2 separate regions of the Gossypium hirsutum genome follow, and region 1 is linked to region 2. A link is a contact called in public Hi-C data. All regions are on one chromosome and are shown on one strand. The core of a region is the stretch at or near the end of the contact, and the rest is flanking DNA. Distances in the headings are between cores, read along the strand shown. Region 1 holds the start of LOC107918077 (indole-3-acetic acid-amido synthetase GH3.6). Region 2 has its middle 12 kb from the start of LOC107916991.

Region 1 (3,603 bases), core at 1,071-3,570, 70 kb before region 2:
TCATTTCCCTTAATTATTGTTGCTCCATTGCTTGTGGCCAGGAAACCATTTGGGGCATTTTGGACTGAAGTAACTAGACACAGCCCTTGAGTTCAACAGCTCAACAATGGGTGCAAATTTCACACATCTTGGAGTCTTGTACTGGTTAATTGATGCACCTAAGCTAATGGCATAATCCATCAGCTTGTCAAATGTCCCTGGTTCAACAACCTTGATCTCAAGAGGTCCAATGGATTTGTCACATACACGCCCTTGGCGGTATACACTGTTGAGGGACTCTTCAATGGTTAAGCAACAGTCCTCAAAAACTGAAGGAGGAATTGGGGTGTTACCATTGAGACTAAGTTCCCAGTACAACACATAGTGGCCTGGAATTGTTGTGGTATCTGCATAACTAGTGTACTCAGCCAATGTTGCACCGAATGGCAGCAAATGGTTCACTGCATTCTTCACAGCATTTTGAAGTTCAACCTCATCAGTCTTATCTGAATCGATGCACAAAACTACATTTTTCCTGCATATGAAATTGAATTGCGGTGCGTTGTTTTTAAACCCTGCTACCCTTAGCACATCACCAACTCTATAACGATAAAGTCCTGCAAAAGCATTATTTTCAACTGTCAGATATAGACAAGTTATACTACAGTTCTTAAAGTATAAACATGATGTCTCTAAAACTATACAATAATTCTTAAAAATGTTATTTTGATGTACCTGAATAAGTGGTGACAACAAGCTCATACTCTTGGCCAAGTTTAACATCAACAAGGTCAACCAATTCTTGTTGTTCTTTCTCATTGAGAGTTTTGGGCACAGAAATAGAACTAGTGACGCCATTGTTCCTTTGAACCGGCAAGAATTCAAAGTAGGCCATTGTGGGAACGAGAGTGTAGGAAACTTCACTTGGCTTGCAAAGAGGGTTGAGGTTGACACCAAAATAGCATTCACTGGATGCATACATGGTGCAGACGAGAGGGAGGCCATTGCTGTAGTAATCAAGAGTGGGAATGTACTGTGACATGGTCCCAGTCACAATCACATCCACATATTTTGTATTAGGCCATAACCTTGTGATGATCCCTTGCCATGAATCTTTGCTGCACTCGGCCTCAATGAAATCAGCAAGTTTAGGATCAGGTTTCAGGATTTTCATAACAGCCTCTCTCACAGATTGGTCAGTGATTTGGGAATCAATGGTTCCTGTTCTTATATCATTGCAAAGGAGACGCCAATGTTTTTCAAGGAACTTGATGGCCCTGATGAAGCCAGAGGCAAAAACAGCGCCCACCCTGAGGACCTCTTTGTGTTGCCAAAGTCCACAAAGCATTTGAGAGTACATGCTTTGGTAAGAATCGGGACAAAGGATGGTTTCATTTGGGCTAGTGTAGTTGGTGTAAGGGTCATATGGCCTATCCTTGAAATGGATGCTTTTGTAATAGCTAGTGAGAACAGGGCGTGCCACAAGGCCACCAGGTGTCTTAGCCTCGGATTTTATAAACAAAAAGTACATTCCTTTGCCTTTGTCTAGACCAGGGACAAATTGGCTCATAACAGGCATCAGTAAGCTATAGAGCAGTGACCTCCTTCCTAACTCCTCTTCAATTGTTGGCATCAGCTTTCTCTCCCCGCCTGATGTCCCAGAGCTGCAAAGAAGAAACCAAGACCATCCGTTTAGCCAAAACCAAAATAAACATGAAATCTACAAGGCAGGCTATCACTGATGTGCTTGTAAAACAGGTCAAGTTTGAAATGGCCTGCCTAGGAGGAGAGGAAACGAAAACAGGAAAAAACCTTTAAAAAAAAAACATATGCATAAAAAGGAAAAAGGGTTGTTTAGTTTGCTGACCTTGTCAAGAACTCAGAAATGGGGTTGGAAGAAAGTATGGGAGAGGTATCACCATTGGCAATACGGTCAATATGGGGTTGGATATCCTCATAGGTGATGACAGGCATGGTTTTTTTGAAAGTCTCTCTATCAGTGTGACCATTAAGGCCACGTGTTTGCAGGTACTCAACATGAGCATTGCGTGAAAGGATCTCTTCAAGGACTTTCTTTTGAACTTCATCAGCGTTTGAAGTCACATCCTCAATGAACTGAAGGGTTTTCTTGTTCTTCAGTTCCAGGTTGTAATCTGCAGTAGGTTTAAGTGTGTTCTTAGGTGCTTCAGGCATGATTCTGATATTTGTTGTTTAAGAAAGGCCTTTTTCTTAAGAGCCAAGAAAGAGAGAGAGAGAGAGAGAGAGAGAGAGAGAGAGAGAGGAGGGTGTTTGATAGATGAAATGGATGTCTATTATTTTGGTTTGGGTTTAGGTGTGAGGGAAAAAGAAGGAAGGGGTTGGGTATAAATAGATGGAGCATTGAAGTTTGCTTGAGCTTTAAAAAATAATGGTACAATTAAGGGTATATACGTCAATTTCTCTTTTCTTATTTATCAATTATTTTTATTTTTGTTTTTGTTTTTTGCATGCCTTAAGATAAAGAAATTTGAATATTCCGATATGCTTCATTTTTTTTTCCTATCAAAGTAAAACATGCCAAAATACCCAATTCAAGTTCTATCCTTAACTTTGATCAGTTCCCTTCACTCTAAAATCCCAAGTACCCAATTATCCCATTTTATCATTTTTAAAAAAGAAAAATATTAATTCTTTTTATTTAAAAATTGCTATTCACAATTTAATATATAAAAAAAACCAATTTATTTGATTAAATATCACGAAATTTTCACTTAAAATACATAATTAATTTACTGATTTTTTTTCCAAAGGACAATGTATATGCTTAAATACAATTGATAAAGCGTAATTTGATATAGATATGGAGAAAAAAACCAGTTCAACCGGGTAGAAAAGGTTGACAGGCAATTCCCGGTAATCCCGCAGTAAAATCACCGGTACAAACGCGCTTGTACCGCGGGTGTCTCAAAAAATACCGGCAGCCAATTTCCTTTAAATTAGGTTTCAAGTAATTGTAAATTGCATTTCCCAGTAACAGATGAAAAAAACGGCGTTTACTCTGAAGTTCTCGCGAGACAATATGTCAATATCTCTTGAAAAGATAAATAGAAAAGAAAATGGAGAAGAGAAGAGAAACAAATTATGTGTGTGTGTTAGATGCGTACGGTAAATAATTGGGAGGGGCGCGTTTTCCTTATTATTTTCTTGTTTAAAGGATTTAAGTGGGACCGGCTAGCCAGCTGGCTGTCAAATTTTACAATTTGACACGTGTACGAATGGGAGTTCAGTTCCTTCACGTACTTTATTTTTACTAGGAACCTAATCGGCTGCAAAAGCTCGGCTTCTTACATATGTTGTTATAATATTACTTACTTTATAGAAGGAGTAGTCATGCCCCCAACTTTTACTATACAAATTTCTATTACGACTTTGACTTTGTATTACTATACCTCCATTTTATTAATAAAAATATATTTTTAATGGAGATTTTTGTATAAAAAATTAAATTATATTTTTTATTAAAAAGGTGTATATTTATATATTAGATAAAAAAATAAATCGGGTTCTTTCTATTAAAAATTGATATAATTGACGAAATAACTTATGGTAACACATGGTATGTTAGGTGTATCTTATGCTGACATA
Region 2 (3,133 bases), core at 331-2,830:
ATAATTTAAACATTACGTAAAATATATGTACAAAACGTGTTAGAATAATAAAAATATATATTCCAAAATACATGAACAGAGCCAAGAATTATTATATACATGCAAATACATTAACTTTTTTATAACAATATGTATATGTATAATAACATAAAAGAAATAAATATTTAAAGAGTGCGAAATACGGTCATAATATTAAAACAAAAACGAATCTACAAGAATGAAGAAGCAATTATCAAGATTAATTAAAATGCACAAATAAAATAAAATAAAAAGAGGTATAAGATGAAAGGACTCGATTAAAATTAAAGTAAAATACATGGGGTAATTAAAAAATAAAATAGTAATGATAAAAGGACGAACATCCAACGTGCAAAAACATCTAGGGACTAAAACTGGTAATATACGGAAAAAAACAGCCTGGGAACTAAGTTTCTTGGGTTTCTATTTAGCAGCCGAATCACCATTATTTTGGTGACCATCTGCATGCAAAAAGCACCCGTTTTCCCCGTTGAAGACACTTGAACAAGTTTTAAAAGGGTTTAGTAAGTATCTTTCTCCTCTCCTTCTTTGTTTGAATGAAATGCTCGAATCTCACGTTATTATTTTTTTAAAAAAAAATGGAAACAGATTTGTAAAGTAAATACTGCTACTTGACCTCTCGCCATTATATCCGCATAGCAGAAATATTTATGGCTTTCATCGGTTTTTAGTTGTATGCATTAACAATGAGTAAACTAAGAAGAAAATAAAAAAATCGGAAAGAAAAGTATGAAATCACCTCTGCTCTTTGCATTCAATATGTGTATCCTCCTCTTTTACAACTGATTCGCAGCTTCGCTTTTATAGCCGAAGAGAAAAAAGAAAAAGGAAAAATAAATTCCAAATACAATTTTCGTTCCCTTCTATTTGCTGTTCTGCCATTTTTGTTTGTATTTGCTGCTGTGTTTGTCCTTCTTGCAGGTACGGGATGCGTTGGCATCGTACGGAGACTGTGCTGGCGTACGAGGGCTATTGACGTGGTTGCTGGAGGCGTTGTACGGTGCCTGGAGGTTGCGGGGGCTGCTATGGCACAAGTGGAAAGCTGCTAGGGTTTCTCGATTTAGACATTGGGCTTATTGGGCCTATTTTTGGGTCATGGTTAATGGGCCATTATATTTGGTTTAGGTTTTAAATTTGGGTCATGTAATTTGGACTGTGGAATATTGTAATAATTTGGACTGTAATGGGGCATTAAATTTTTATTTGGGTTTTACACTTATTGTTGTTTTTTGGTTTATTTATTTGGTATCTATTTGGGTCGGGCAAATTTGGCCCACTACAGTTATCACACAATGTCATGAGGTGAATGATCCCTAATAAATCCATTTTTTATTTCCCATATATTTTTATTGGCCAAATTACTTGACCATTCTTCAATATATTTTTACATTAATTTCATAAATATTCATATTTTTATATTACTGATCAAAAGGCTCTTAAGAACATAATTGATTAAACCATTCAGACTCTAGAACAACACTACCTTTATAAATTGGTGGGGTATGTTGTTGAAGTACTTTACCGTCCTTGAAAGCAAAATTCAATAGTGGATGTTTTGTCTCGTGTCTCCATTGGTTGTTTTCTTACGCTTTTAGTGCTAACTTATAGTCACCTTGATGAGTTTCGACAATTAAACAAGTCTAATTGTTGAAAAAGCATTACACTATTAAAAAAAAACTCATATTCAAATCCACAAGATAACATTATTAAAAAAGATATCCTCAAATTCCAAAAAATAAATTTCCATGAATCATAAAATAAACATTAATGATATTTTAATCCCTAAATAAACTTTTTTGCCCCATAACTTGATCGTTTAGGGAGATTTTTTTTGTTTGTTTGACTTTCATGGATAGTGATAATTTACCCAAAAGAACAGTGAGGTGTTTAACCTTGAATGGGATAATTTCAGTTGCTTTTTTCGATTAACAAATGGGTGGTGATAATGGGCGGTTGTCTGGTAGAGAAGGGTCTTTATCAACTTACTGTTCATGTAGTCTTGTATCTCAAGTGCCTCAAAATTGGGGGTACTGTGTAATAAGTCAATTCTCTACACTAACATATTGTCGAAGAATATAGAATAATTAGTACTGTTGTATGTGGAGCATTGGCCAGCAAATTAAGGGAGCTATCCCCAATTATTGTGTCACTGCCCTAAACTCGCATTTTGAGGAAAAGAATTCAGGATTATATTTTAGTTAATTCGAAGCATGTTAAGTATATATCAAACTTACAATCAGTTTTTGGGGTGGAAAGAGATATAATCTTAACAAATCGTTTAAAGCCTCTGCTTTGCACTTTAGGTTTAGAAAGTTGATGTACAATACCTTAGATTATAGATTCTCGACTTTAACGTGCATATATATATATATATATATACACGTAAATTTGAATAAATTGAATTTCTATAATTATTTTATATTTTGACGATTTAGCATAACTTTTGGAAAGTAGAATAGAAACATAGTTTTGAAAAAAGAGGTTAAGATTATTTTTTGAAAAAAAAGAGATTTAAGATTTCAAATCTTTAGTATTGTGTTAAAAAAGTGTAGTAAAAATTTATATAGTTCATTTTCAATAAGGTGTTGTAGTAAAAGAATAAGTTAATTTAAATGATATTTAAATTTATTAATATTATGTATATGAAATATAAATTTTAAATAATTTTAAGTAATTAATATAAATTATTTATAAATTTAAGTAAAATATATAAATTGTATTTTAAATATTAAAATTAATATAAAAATAATCTTATAAATTAATAAAAAACAATTATAAGTTATTGAATAACTGTGTCAAATGCAAAGTAACTTTCTTTCTCCTGCTTTATTAATAACAATAATATTATTGTTATTATTATTACCAACATGACATTTTAGTATTATTTTAATATAAACAAATATTTAACTAGATGACAATAAAATATAAGAATGATTTATGATAGTCCATTAATATTTATGAAATACACATTTTAAATTCTTAAATTGGTACAAACTATTTGTAAAATTTATTTTGAATATATGAATTATATTTACAATTTATAATTTATATAAATTAGAGATATAATTATAATTTGGCACCCAATTGGCTTTTG

What was found. Hi-C and Micro-C count contacts between places; a contact is called where the count stands out from the background.
Region 1: a Hi-C map of leaf shows a contact between it and region 2, with 2.2 times the contacts expected there. The contact joins the promoter of LOC107918077 here to the enhancer-like site in region 2. A contact is called at or near these places in 4 of 34 Hi-C or Micro-C datasets (anther, callus, hypocotyl and 1 more).

Annotation. Positions count from the first base shown.
Region 1 is chrA01:9,989,527-9,993,129 of Gossypium_hirsutum_v2.1, reverse strand. LOC107918077 (indole-3-acetic acid-amido synthetase GH3.6) reads right to left here and starts at 2,320. Exons shown (of 3, transcript XM_016847581.2): 1 at 1,847-2,320; 2 at 715-1,643; 3 at 1-596. The coding sequence starts at 2,172. The coding sequence ends at 10.
Region 2 is chrA01:9,918,893-9,922,025 of Gossypium_hirsutum_v2.1, reverse strand. No RefSeq gene overlaps it. Among protein-coding and RNA genes, the nearest start is that of LOC107916991, 12 kb to the left of the region's middle. Within about 2 kb of position 1,580, at least 7 of the 9 cell types and tissues checked have an H3K27ac peak or open chromatin away from gene starts, as enhancers often do. A contact at or near this core is called in leaf, where this site is marked.